Linked DNA regions of Mus musculus: region 1 is linked to region 2. Evidence: chromatin contacts called from public promoter capture Hi-C data. All regions are on one chromosome and are shown on one strand. The core of a region is the stretch at or near the end of the contact, and the rest is flanking DNA. Distances in the headings are between cores, read along the strand shown. Region 1 holds the start of 1810006J02Rik (RIKEN cDNA 1810006J02 gene). Region 2 holds the start of Slco4c1 (solute carrier organic anion transporter family, member 4C1).

The links. Promoter capture Hi-C pulls out the DNA fragments that hold promoters and counts their contacts.
Region 1: a promoter capture Hi-C map of neutrophils shows a contact between it and region 2, with 5 times the contacts expected there. The contact joins the promoter of 1810006J02Rik here to the promoter of Slco4c1 in region 2. A contact is called at or near these places in 4 of 39 promoter capture datasets (hippocampal neurons, liver, neutrophils and 1 more).

Annotation. Positions count from the first base shown.
Region 1 is chr1:98,128,906-98,136,112 of GRCm38.p6, reverse strand. 1810006J02Rik (RIKEN cDNA 1810006J02 gene) reads right to left here and starts at 4,646. Exons shown (of 3, transcript NR_040439.1): 1 at 4,409-4,646; 2 at 2,512-2,601.
Region 2 is chr1:96,869,596-96,876,848 of GRCm38.p6, reverse strand. Slco4c1 (solute carrier organic anion transporter family, member 4C1) reads left to right here and starts at 4,678. Exons shown (of 13, transcript NM_172658.3): 1 at 4,678-5,082. The coding sequence starts at 4,740. Panct2 (pluripotency-associated noncoding transcript 2) reads right to left here and starts at 5,723. Exons shown (of 4, transcript NR_131964.1): 1 at 5,593-5,723; 2 at 4,459-4,659; 3 at 4,181-4,364.

The sequences.
Region 1 (7,207 bases), core at 3,397-5,896, 1.3 Mb before region 2:
ACACACACACACACACACACACACACACACACACACACAATTTTCTAGAATTCAGAAGCATCATCACTGTGTTACGGCTTACATGGGTGTTTCATAGACCAACTGAGAAATGTCACTAGGAAGGAAGCATCAGGGCTTTCCTCCAGGTTTACTCTTTGGTGGTCTGCAGCTCTTGCCCTTTCTAAACAAAAACTGCAAGGCTGAAAAGAGCCCACTGTGGAGAGAAATCCATTTTATCTCTATTACCTTTGGATGTTTCCAAGGACAGAGGGAGAGTGAGCGAGAGAAAGGGAGGGAGGGAGGGAGAGAGAGAGAGGGAGAGAGCGAGCAGAAAATAATGAAAACATGGGGGGTGGTGCTATGTGTTAGAAAAGTTGCTCCCAGATGATGAAGGTGAGTCGAAGATAAGGACTGCCAAGAGCAGCCTATTTGCTCTTTTATTTAAAGAAAATTGTGTTTTTATTACACTCCTATCCATCCTGGCTATGAAAAAGCTGTCAGCCAGAGATCTGGAGGTTTCTGTTAAATAAAGTAGACTTAATTACTTTGGTGCCCTTTGGGTACAAAATGCAGGCTGCAGATGATCGCACTGTCATTTCTAGACCAGAACATCTTTCTGTTATAGGAGCATCTTACAGAAGAACCAGTACCATTACTTTTAGTGCCTAGAGTACTAGACTAATGGGCACAGCTAAATCTTAAAATATATATGTACAGGCATTTTAGCCTTCACAAGCATTGCGTGACTTGAGATATTTCAAGAACCACGTTTACGTACATAACTGAGTATCTTAGTCTATCTTAGTTAGTATTTCCATTGCTGTGAGGAGACACATTGCTGTGAGTTAGTATTTCCATTGCTTAAGAGTAGCCATGACCAAGGCAACTCTTAAGCTAACATTATTTGAGGCTGGCTTACAGTTTCAGAGGTCCATTATCATCATGGCAGAAGTATGGCAAACATGGTGCTGGGGTGCTCAGAATTCTACATCTTCTTCAGAAGGCAGCCAGGAAGAGACTGGATTTTTTTTTTTCACACTGGGTGTAGCTTGAGCATTTAAGACCTTAAAGCCCCTCCTCCACAGTGACAAACTTCCTCCAACAAGACCACACCTCCTCCGATAAAGCCACACCTTCTAGCAGTGCCACATCCTATGGTCAAACATTTAAGCACATGACTCTATTGGGGCCACACCTATTCAAACCATCACGTGGTTCCTTTTCTACTGTTAACTGCAGACTGGTTGATTAAAAGAGAACTGAAAATATTTACTATAAATCTAGAGTCTGGGAAGTCCAAGAATAAGCCTCTAGGATCTGATGTGGCCTTTGCAATTTCATTATCATACAGGAGAAAGCAGGAAAAAGGGGCACTGAGCCCTGTGTTCTTCTGTGGAAAAAGAGAAGAGGAAAGAACAACCCCTCCAAAAATCCAACATCTTTTAAAGGTATAGTAATCAATTTCTCAGAGCGTAAGCCTCAAGAACTAAACAGCACTGAAGTCCCCACCTTGCTCATGCACTGCTTTGGAGATTAATGTTGGAAAGTCCGACTTTGGAAGGAACATGTCAAAAATCATTGCAAATCAAAATATCACAATACCCGTAATGTTGAAAGGAGTGTTGTGAGCCATCTCTGAGCTAGATAGTCTTCAGAAAACATAGCAGCAAGGTTTTGCCTGCTTAATACTTATGTATTAAATAGGCATGGTGGCAGATGACTTTAATTCAAGCAAAACCAAGAGAATCCCTGACTTAGGTTAGCTTGCTTTACCTAGTGAGTTCCAGGCCAGCCCAGGTTAGATATTGTATAGGGAGACCCTGTATCAAAAAAGAAAAAAAGACACTTTTATTTTATCTCAACATGCATAGAATTGCAATGTCTCTTACATTAGGTAGAAAATAAGCTTATTAACAATGCTCTTTAAAAATTTATTGATACATAAAATAACAATGACCCTTGGTGATAATCAATTCTATTGGTTACTAATGTTTTGTTCCCTCACATGGTAAGAGCTGTTCATCGGGGAGTAGTTCTTGTTTTGCAGACTGAGTAAAATGGGGTTAAAAAAAATTAAACTCAGCATGTGTTTTTCTCCTGGTACTAAAATGTACTAATAGCAAGGTCTACAATAATGACCATAATAGTCTGTGATAAGCTGAAGAACAGCCTCTCCAGATATCCATGCTCTACTAATCAGCACTCGAGATTATATTACAGCAAAGAATTATTTGAAGGTCTCAGTAAATTAGAGGGGCTATAAAAGCATGATTATTCTCGATTATATACCCGTGTCAGCCCAATGTAGTCCCACAGGACTTTGTTACAGAGAGGAAAAAGATCAGAAATACAGATTTTCTTGGAAGCAGCGGTTGGGGTGATGTACTTGGAGAATGTAGGCAGGGGAGCCAAGACCCATGGAATGTCGATGTCTATTGGGAACTAGAAAAGGCTCACAGAAGCTCTTCAAATTCCTGAAGCAGGAACATAGGACTGGCAAAAGCAATTTACCCAGGAAAGTTGTTGTGGATGGCTGTCCTCCATAACTGTAAGATGAATAGGATTGTGGCCATTTCCACAAGTATAAAACGATACTGTCTTCTGTTAAGAAAAAGAGAGAATAATCATATATCTAGTTATAAACACATGCATTTATATCATTTATGTATCATAAAACAAAAAAAAAAATAACATAGATTAAAAACTCATGATGATCCCGATAGTCATGTTGTAACGGTGTACCTCTCCTTCTATGATACCTTTTGAATTAGTCCTATTTATTCCTTATAGTGGATTTTTCTAGGTGAAATATAAAGCCTTCGTGAAATGCTATTTTTCCTTGATGATAATAGTTTTTTAATAATAATTTTAAGATTAAAAAAACATTACACAGGGAAAGGAATTGTAGAAAAGCCTCAGCATTTCCAGGCACAGAGAAGAATATGACACAGAGGCATGCCTTTGATGCCCCTCCACCTTCTCCAGCACTCTGTTTCCTACCTGCTTTCGCCCCCAAGGAAATTAGCTGTAGGTGAGAGTTGGAGCATGCGCACAGCTTTCTGCTAATCGGCTGTTCATTACTATGATGATTTAACTCTGAAGCACTGCTCTTAAAATTCTGGTGCCATCAGTAGCTATGGTGAGTGAATAAGTGATGGCCAAGTTCCAGGTCACAAGTCATCTATGAAAGTCTCTAGCGTGAACCAAGACCTGCTTCCACGCTCTGCGATGTGGTCTTTGGGGTATACATACAATGCCCTTCTGGCCCTGGCAGTCCATAAAAATAGAAATGTGAAGTAAACTATTTCCTTTGATTATTTTCATGTCTATTTTCAGCCCACTTACATAAACCCATAGTCTGGCTTCTGAGATTAGGAAAAGTAAAACGTAGCAGATAGGAACAATAAGGCATAAAAGTTATCCCACCTTTAAATGAATGAATGATTTTAATTATCACCTTATAGCTCAGTTGGTTAATTGTATTTAATTTTTTCATATTCCTGCTACTGATTTCATTATATCTATTATCCCTTTAAAATTGCCTATAACCTACAGTTAGAGTATCTTCAGAAACGAGCCAATTAAACAGGGGCACAGACCATTAAGTAACTTAATTGCTTGTTCAATAGACTTTGTCGGTTTATTTTAGATTATTCTATGTTTGAAAAAATTACTTAAATGCATGGCTGACATAAGCTCCTTCTCCCTGTTCACAACTGGAAACCACACCGTGATAACCTCCCTCTTCAATGTCGATGTAATCCCAAAGGACAACATCTGCTCTTAAGATTTAAACTGAGCTCTTCCAAAAAGACTCCCCATGTCTTCACCTTCACTTGTCCAGAGCCTCTCTCTCTCTTCTTTCTGCCTTTGCCTCCCTACCTTTCTCCATCCCCTGCCCTCTCTCTTTGTCTTCCTTTAATTGCATTGGATTGGATTCTTCAGTTGGGGACCAAGTGCTGCTCAGCAATTCTTTTATTTAACTCTAATTGACTCCCTATTGTACAGCAGCTGCTTGGAAATGTGTCTCAAGGCACCTAACTCACACCTGTCATAGTTACTCTCAGTAAATTATTTCGCCTTACACCTAAATCAAAAAGACCAGAGCCCTCAAGCAAACTCCTGTTCTGGTTTACAGAGTGTAATTCTTATTCTACCCTTCAAAATTTTTCAGACTCTTACTCTGTTTAGTCACTGCCTAAGCGTAAGGAAGGAGTATTGTTCCATTCCAAAATTAACTATTCTGTTGCATGGATGAAACACTGTTTTACCTACAACATTTATTCTATACCAGAAACAAGGCTGACATGTTTAAATCTTTCGGTCCTGAAGGCTACGGGATTACAGAAGATAAAAATATTTCAGTAAAGGTACGTGACTGAAGAGACTTATTTAATAGTCAACTCACCCCTCGTGAGAGGCCTCTGTTCCTCGACTTACTGAGTTCCTGGATTCTGCCTAGATATCACCAGCGTTCAGTAGCCCACACTGAGATAATGCCATCCATGGTGATAGAACAGGCAGTGAGAAACTATCTTGCCTCCCTGTAGGTCTACTTCTGAGATTCCTTGAGTCCAGAAACATTCAAGCTACTACTCCAGGCGCTGTGTTTTAGGCATAAGCTGTAGAAATGCCTTCCTCGAGCTGTATTTCCTCTGGTCTCTCTCCTTTCAAAGACCATTTCCTTATATAGCATTCAGCTTCATTTCCTCTAGCAAATACTCAGAACAATTCTCTCGTCTCTAATTGAAGTCACTTCCTCTTCTTCTAATGTGGAAAGAGGCTTGGTGTATGTTTTGGTTACATAGTTAATAATTATTCTTACATGGAACAGATGGATAGGAAGGTCTCACTTTCATAATGATATCAATATTTCATGTAACCTACTATTAGAATATATACTTACTAGATGCCTTTTCACAAAGTCACTTGTGGGGTCCTCTAAATGTATCATCTCATTTAATCAGCCCTCTAAGTGTATTATCTCATTTACTCTTGCCCAAAACATAATTAGTTCTTATTGTTAGCTCCATTTTCCAATTGAGTATATAAAAGAGGAGCACAGAAGTTGCCTGAATCTGTAGAGATGGAAAGGAGGAGGGCAGGTTTTACACAGAGATGTCTAACCCATTGCTCTGGCTCTTGTTCCCCCAGGCCAAGATCCTCTCTGCACTTATAGATAGCATACAATGTTGATGAGCAATGGAATTGAATGGATTCATCCTTTTAAAATACAGTATGTTTTCTTTCTCAGTCATATTCTGAAAGAAAACTGAACTCTTAAAGGGAGAACTAAGGGGCCAGAGGGAGAGAGCTTAGTCGCTGAAGCACTTGTTTTCCAAGCACGAGGACCTGGGTTCAGTCCCTAGGACTCACAGGAAAAACAGAACAAAGTAACAACAGTAACCACAAAAACTTGACTCTGCTGGGCTGAAAGCTTCATTCCAGCACTGGAGAGGTAGAGACAGGAGGATTCTGGTGGCTCACTGGTCGGTCAGCCTAGAGTGTTTGGCAAGCTAGGTCAATTGACATACAAGGCCAATGAGAGGCCCTGTTTCAAAAATCAAGGAAAATGACCTTTAAAGAATAATGCCATCTCCATAGGTCACCACATTCAAGCATGCACACACACACACACACACACACACACACACACCCAAGAGAGAGAAATTTAGAAAAGAAAAGCAAAGGTTCACAAAAAGAGATGTTACACTGTTACGTATCCAAGCCTCTTGTCTTAGAGTTTGGTGTGATAAAACACCATGACCAAACCTGGCTTGGGAAGGGAAAGGGTTTATTTCATCTTTCAAGCCTCAAATTATACTCCTGTAACTAAGGAAAGTCAGGGCAGGAACCTGGTGGCAGGAAGTGAGGCCACAGACACTATGCTAAGTGGTTCTCAACTTGTGAGCTGCAACCCTCTAAGTCTTTGCATATCAGGGACTTACGACACAGTAGCAAGACTACAGTTAGGAAGGAAGGACTTTTATGGTTGGTGGGTGGCAGTTCACCACAGCATGAGGAACCTGTTTAAGGGCTGCAGCAATAGGAAGGTCAACCACCACCTAGAACCACGGCTTACTGCCTTCTTCCCCACAGGTTGCTCAGCCTGCCTTTTTATACAGCTCAGAACCACCTGCCCCGGGCTAGTGCTGCCCACATCTATCACTAATCAAGACAATTCTCCACAGGTTTCCAAACAGGTTGTTCTTATGGAGGTATTTTCTTTCTTTCTTTCTTTTTTTTTTTTTTTTTTTCCTGAGACAGGGTTTCTCTGTGTAGCCCTGGCTGTCCTGGCACTCACTCTGTTCCCTCATTACAAGTTTGCTTCAAGTTAATAAACACACACACACACACACACACACACACACACACACACACACACACAACTGACCCTTGTCAGCTTGACACACAAATGCATAACTATCAAACCATAACCTTTCCTTTCTTGTTCACCTTGGAGTTCTCATATGAATAGCAGTATCTTGATATAAAAATACATCCTGGGCTTTAAAAGTCCCAGAGTCTTTAAAAATTCAAATACTTTCAAAATCCATTCCCTTTAAAACACTCGAGTCTTAGCATTTGGCAAAGTTCAAAGTTCAAAGTGTGTCTAAAGTATACCAGGTGCCTCAATTGTGGGCTCTGGAAAAATCACAAAAGAAGGTAAATACATTCTTACTTCAAGAGGGAAGACACAGGGAGGGCATAGTCACAATCAAAGAAAAGCAACATTGTCAAGTCCAACAGGACAGAGTTCAGTGTCAGTTCTGGGACTCCTGATCTTCTGGCCTCAAAGGGTTTAGGTGGCTCCTCTCCAGCTCTGCATTCCACAGCATGTGCCGCCTGTCTCACAGGATCAGGTCAGATCCACTCCACATTTGCTCTGTCCTGGGACATATGCTGAGGCTACTGACATCTCCAAAATGCTGGGATTTCTGCTACAATTGAGGCTGCACTTTCACCAATGGCTTCTCCTGGCCTTTCACAGTGCCAAGCTTCAGGCACTCTCTCTGACTCTTTCCACACCTTCAAATTTGGTAACACCTGGTAAACTCTTACACATTACCAAGTTCAGATACCAACATGAATTTTAATCTTGGACCTCTCTGGACCACAGCTTCTATGTGCCTACCACAGGAAACTACTTCCAAAATAAATGTTGCCTCAGTGATGCTGGTCCCTTCTTAGTCACAGCTGATTTACT
Region 2 (7,253 bases), core at 3,429-5,928:
TATAAAACCATCAGTTTATGGTATAGCCATTACTGGTTGCATTTTACAAAAGGGAAAACCAAAAGAAACAGAATGACATGACCAAGAATACAAAGTCAAAAAATGACAGCTAAGTAAGTTTAGCTAAAGGTACCTATCAGTTTAAGCGCTTCTGAAATGCACGACCTTATGCTTGCCGGTTTACTACCTTTAGAACATTTGAAAAATAAAGTTTTATTAAGGATGTGTTTTTTTTTTACACATAAACCTCACTGTTTTTTTGCTTTTACTTTTTGTTGTTGTTTTTTTCTTTTTTTCAGAGACAGTGCAATTATACAGGAATGAAGGTTATGCTTCCCTTTAGCTATCAGGCTGTTGAAACAATTATCTTTGATGAAGAGGGATTTCCCTGTCCATCTCTTGCTGCAGGGGAGTGGGGGATTGTTGGGTGGGGCATGTGTGATGGGGGAGTGGTATGGGGTGGGGTGGGGTGGGGTAGGGTAGAATAGGGGTGGGAGTCTAAAGTTTAATACCAGCCAGAGGAGGGGCTAGAGACTCCAGTGAAGAGAATGTGCATAGTCCTGCCTACTTATCAGACCACAATGACTGCAGCCCAGACAAAGGCAATGGGTGGAGTCACAGATTGTCTAACTATGCATATCTTTGCCCCCATAAAAACTTAAACTGCCGGTCAGTCCTCTGAGCATGCTCTTCAGAGTCACTGAATATCTTGTTTAACTGAGTTTGAACATATTTATGCTTTGTGTTTATGAAAATATGGGGCTGGAGAGATGGCTTAGCAGTTAAGAACACTTACTGCTCTTCCAAAGGTCCTGAGTTCAAATCCCAGCAACTACATATTAGCTTACAACCATCTGTAATGAGATCTGATGCCCTCTTCTGGTGTGTCTGAAGACAGATACAGTGTACTTACGGATAATAAATAATAATAATAATAAAGGAAATATGTATTTAAAACAAATGATACTTCTATGAGAATCAAGTAATAGGAAAACACAAACTTTATAGGACTGTGTGTGGTCAATATTTTCTCTTCAAAAGTGTCTAAAAGGGTATTGTGATCTTGATTGTTTCCTGGAAAAAAAAAAGATGCTTCTATGTCTACTGCAAAAGATACAAAAATTGTAACAAACATATTTCTCTTTCAATATCCAGAAAATATATTCCAAAACATTGTGGTATTGGTGAAATATTCCTTCACATTAATCCCACAATTATTTTCTATAATATACTTGTGCTAATTCCAAGACTCACAGAAGAATCTCAGTGTATTCTTTCACACACATATTTTTCCATCCAAAGCAGAAAGCCCTTGTTACACTCTGCCTTTTCCTGAGGAATCTTAGCTTTTGAAGACAAAGTCCAACCTATGTCACCTCTGTTGTCTTTCTCATGCCCTCACCCACGAGGTGCTGGCTAAGAGAAGAGAAACAGAAACTCAACGTGTATATTACAGAAAGATATTGAACAATCAATCACTTAACCTTATCATCAAGCTGTAGAGTTTTGGACTGGGACTCTGAAAAACAAGTCATGCAATCCCTATCAGATAAGATATTTCTACATGATAGTTTTGTTAACACTTGAACTTTAAAACTCCATGGGTTTTTTTTTTGTTTGTTTGTTTGTTTCGTTTTGTCCCCCCCCCCCCGTTTCCTTTTCTCTTTCCTAACCCCCCCCCCCCATGCAACCCTTCTTACTGTATTTCAAATTCAAGGCCACTTTTTCTTTAATTGTTTACACACAGAGACCCTTCAACAAGAAAACATTTAAAAATTATAGTTATATATTTTTAATATAAATATATCTCTGGTGAAATTACAGTATTAAAACTACACAACAACTTCTGCACCTCAGGCTCAGGGAATGCAAAAGAGGAGCTGGGGTGATTTTATGAACCAGAGGATTGGGAAGTTTGTTAGGAGACTGTCTCCTAGTAATGCCTGAAGCTAGACCTATAAAGTCTCAAAGACAATACTGTCTAAACCAGAGCTGAATACGGACAATAGACATGCAAAAGTGGATGGGGGAACACCCACAAGGCCTGGAATCTACACAAAGAACTATAGGCAACTAAGGAATGCTGACAGCAGAGGAAATAGTCTTCTACAGAGAGAGCACACCAAGTGTTTATTCCCTACCAAATGGTAAGCCCTGAAAACAAGAAAACATTTTAAAAGTCACAGTTGTATACCTTTCTGGTAGAAATATATCTGTGTGCAATTACAGTATTGAAATAGTACTGATACGCACTAATCTTTTCCTCACTGTTCTCAATCATACATTGTATGAAATATGTGAATGGAGGAGAGACATGAAGGATACTATGAGCCCTTAGGCCGTTTCTTCCCTTGTATTTAGTTCCTGTAAGTTTCCATGGAGCTGAGCAAGTAGCACATGTCTATAATCCCAGAAACTCTGAAGGCCAACTTGGAAAATGTGGACAGATCCTGTACAAAAATGAAAACTTTAAATCTGTGGATTCAGCTCATTGGTAGCCACTACTCTAAAATTCACAGTCTTGAGTTGAATACCCAGTGCTAGACACACAGACATGGACATACACACACACACATGCATATGTACATGCATACACACGCACATACATACACACATGCATACATATATACGCACAGGCAAAACACTCATCGAATGTCTTAGTTACTGTTCTTTTACTGTGAGGAAGACATCATGACCTGGCAACTGAACAGAAAGCATATTTCATCTCTGTTGAACATGCCAGCCTCTTTCCATCTGTCATTGCAACAAAAAGAATATAAGGGAAAAGGAAAACGCTGCTAGTAATACTTTTAGTGACATCAATGTGTGTTCAGGATGAATAACCATCACCTTGGCTAATCTTTGGACAAAAGTCCACTACTAACACTGTGAGAATGAAGAATCCTTCTTAGGTTTACACTCCATTCGTAGAGTATACGTGTCCTGCTGCTACTATACTCGTCTATTTAAATTTACAACAAGGGTAACCACATCTCATCAAATCCAGCTTTTCTGGAATACTTCCTACTTCTCAGAAAATAAGATGATATCTATTTATACCGATGTCTATTTTAAATCCAATTCTTTTGGAAGAGGGCTAGGAGGATTATGTATCATAGCTAATTCCCCCAGAATCTGACATTTAGAACTTCTTATGTTCAAAACCTCGTATCAGTGAAGCATGAAGTTTTTGTTGGTGAGACAGGCTCTTTCTATGTAGTTCTAGCTGTCCTAGAACTCACCATTGTAGACCATGGTGCCATTGAACACAACAGAGATCTGCTTGCCTCTGTATCTCAAGTACTAACGCACTGGGCTAAGTATTTGTTTTGATCTTTGAGAATGGCTATGTAATAATCTAACCATTACATGTAGGCTGAGGTAATTAAAAGACAGATAATGAGATAGTGCGAAAACTAAGTTCCAGTTCCCTACATGAATTGTCAGTGTGCTGCCTTGGGAGGGATTTTGGTTCTCCTTGGGGCACAGATTCTTCAATGTGTGAAGCGTATGTAACAGCAATTACACTCACTTAAAGGCCAATAACAGTGAACACAGCAGTCCTTACCTCTCTCTGCTCGTCCAGGTCCAGTGGCAATCCAGACTACTTTTTGACTCCTCAAAGTCATATATGTGGCTTACATCGCAATCACTCAACTCACTAAGTACAAAATTTACAATCCCCCCCCCCAAAAAAAAGATTTTATAAGAGAGAATTTATGGTATTCTTATAGAGTACTCTGTGTATGCATTCTTAGGGATTGCTTCCTATTGGGCTGTGAGCAGCACAGTGTTTGAGGTATTTGCCAGCTTGTCCTGGTGAGTAGACTCTTCCAGACTCCCAACAGTGTTTAGCATACGGGAAATAAATACATCCTGATGATCAGTGACTTAGTAAATAAAGAGACTGGAATGAGTGTCAATCATAAAATTGTATCAATGTTTTCAATCAGTTTTCTTGTTTCATATTGCACATTTTTTACATAATGTTCATCACTTTCACCAGAGAATGCCATGGATGTGTTTTCAAAGTTTTGTCATTCCTTCAGTTTGGAGAAACTAAAACTAAAAGGAAGGCTATGTTGCCTTGTGAATGTAGCTGATGAGGAAAGATTTGTTTCTAGGAAGGTTGGCAGGTAAAAGTACTATTATTGTTTTCATGGAATTCAAAGCAGTATACCTGAGTGCAGCCTGATTCTGGGAGCAGAGGACTCTTGCTTCAAATTAGCAGCAGAGGAAAAAGCAAAGGCAGGTCTTCCTGAAAGGTCTCCTGATGCAACGGTGTTTGCAGTTTTCATACGCCTACCCAGGGGGAACGCTGGCCCACTGACTCCCACAGTCTCTGCCACTTCCTGGTCCCTGGGCTCAGAATGAAAAACAAAAAACAAAAAACCGCTGTGCTGAGATCCCTGAAAGTGGCGCCCTCGCATACGAGATAGTGTCGCCCTGTTCTCTCACCTGGCGGAGGCCGGGTCTCACTCCCACACAGAGCATTGTGGTTGTCGCTTGGGGCGACCGGTGTAGAGCAGAGCAGCGCTGACACCTCGAGGTGCCTAGGTCCCGGAGGTCCGGGAGTGTCCGGGTAGCTGCGGTGACCGTGCAGTGACAGATGGGGAGGGCCGGGAGGCGGAGACTAGTCCGGCCTTAGGGCGCTGTCACCTGCCCAGGGGCGGAGCCAGAAAAGAAACCAGCCTTTGCCGATCGTACTCACACAGGAGTCTAGAGAACCTTTCTTGACCATGCAGGGCTCCAAAGGAATAGAGAACCCGGCTTTCGTCCCTTCCAGCCCAGGCACCCCACGCCGTGCGTCTGCTTCGCCCTCCCAGGTGGAGGTCTCTGCTGTGGCCTCCAGGAATCAGAATGGGGGTTCGCAGCCTCGGGAATCTGAGGAGCCTCAGAAGTCAACTGAGCCATCCCCGCCTTCTTCGAATCCCCCAGCTTCTGATGAGCCGCCGGGGTCACAGCTAAGCGAGCTTGAGGAGGGACCTTGCGGGTGGAGGGGCTTTCACCCCCAGTGTCTCCAGCGCTGCAACACCCCCCAAGGCTTTTTGCTTCACTACTGTCTCTTAGCCCTAACGCAAGGTAAAGTCCAGCGCCAGCTTCTGGGGGTCTTTGGCTGAGCTGATGGTTGGGTGGGGTCAAGCTTGGGGAGAGAAAGAGGCAGGTGCAGGGGAACCCACCAACTGTTCGGGTCTTTGACTCTGCTCTAGGTAACCCCCCACCCCCACTTCCCCATGCCTGGGTTTGGAACTTGAAGACGCTCTTGCCTGCGGGTGTTCGCTCTTGCCTGCGGGTGTTCGCCACATTCTGAGTGGTCCATATTTTAACACACCTCCCCCCTCCCCCTTAGCATTTTTACTAATTTTGTGTTCTGCCTCATTTTAGCAGAGTGGATTCCTCTAGGGAAGGTTCTGAGAATCCTCCTTTGGGAAAACGATAAGTCATAGTCTGTGTTTTAAAACCCTACTATCTAACTGAGATCTAGGGAAGGGATTTGTTTATTTGTTTGTTTTTACAGAGGGAGGATTAAAGGCTTTGCAAATAGGAGTGGACTGATTTTCCAAAAGGAGGAACGAGGATAGAAGTACTTACATTATGTAGCGTAGATTAGATGTAGGTAATCTTATTTTCTCGATATTTGAGAATGTGGGGACAAGCGCAGTCCTGTGAGTAAATGAGAGAAGGCTTCCAGCTGTGCAGGGTGAACCTTAATCAGCTCTTCAGTCTCAGGAGTTATCGAGTGTCTGTTTGTTCTAGGAGCCCTTTTAAACTCCCTTGGGACTAGCAGATTAAGCCAAGATTTATCCCCCCTGGAGTTTACAATCTAAACGGAGGTTCCTTGAGTGTGGTGGAGGGAGCGAGGGAGGTGTTTTTTGAAAAGGAAGCAGAAAGGAAGAAGTTGAAGTTGCTGGGTTTGCTTTCAACTCAAGGGATAGAATGAAGGGGAAGTTCTTCTAAGAAGACTATCTGAGGAGGGATGGGCTAAAAGTGGAACAGTTTGAAGGACCTGATGAAATTTAAGTTGAATTTGGTATGCAGACATTTTTGGTATAATCCCAAACTTTTTGTAATAGTCAAGGATAGGTTGAAAGGAATGAAACCCAAGAGTCAGTGGAGGGTTACTGGAAATGTTTCTCTGCTAAATTAATAGAAAACTAAATTGAAGTCTCTCATCTCCTGTTCTTATTTTATTTCTGTTTCCCCTACTTCAAGACACCCAGTTCCTCTTCTTCTTTTCTTTCTTCACCCTCTGGGTGCTAGGTAAATATTTGTTGACCCTAAGTAGGGTTCAGCTCCTTTTCCTGAAGGTTTTTGCTGTAGTTGAATTCCTTTCCTTATTGCAACATGGTTTCATTCTAGTTGATCTTGGTTGTAGTTAATCCCAAAGTAATGATAGTAGAGGATAGTTGCTAGAGCTGTATAGAATTAAAAAATAAAATATACCTTGTGTTTTACCTTAGATTTTATTCTGCGATGTCTGTTACTCCAAGAGATTTTATATTCAACATAAACTATTGTTTTAAACTATTATTGAAAAGAATTGGTACTCTCAGAGGGAAAATTGTGTCTACTTCAGTTTAAAGCATCATTTACTCTAGTTTAAGAAAAATAACCTGAGAAGAAAATACCCCAATATATTAGTTTATGCCCAAATTGAGGTTTCAGTAGCTGGATGTGTATTGTGTATCTTCTTATAGATATTTGCAAAATGAAGGTCTACTGTAAAAGTAGTGATATCTGTGACTATTTATTATTTATTTTTATTTCATTTTCACTTTATTTATTTACTTATTTGTAAAAGTTTTTTTCTGTGTAGTCTGGATATCCTGGAACTCATTTTGTAGGCCGGACTGGCCTCTAACTCACAGAGACCCCACATCCTGGGATTAAAGGCATGCATCATCAGGCCTAGTGTGACTAATTTTTAATTAGAGTTATAGTAGGTATATTGGAAGGTTGACCTTTGGCGTTTGGGTGAGAAATGTTTCATGTTATCAGGTAACTATGTCTTTGTGAAAGTCGTTTTTAGGTGCTTTGCACATTTCATTTTACAATCTTCAAATTGCTCACTGGTTTATAGTCTCTAAAAGGAGCCACAGACAAACACGATTTTAGGACCTTGAAAGGTATGATATCAATTTTGTTAAAGTATATTTTCAGTCACAGTCTTTTTTTGTTTTTTGTTTTTGTTTTTGTTTTGTTTTGTTTTGTTTGTTTTGTTTTTGTTTGTTTGTTTGTTTGTTTGTTTTTGA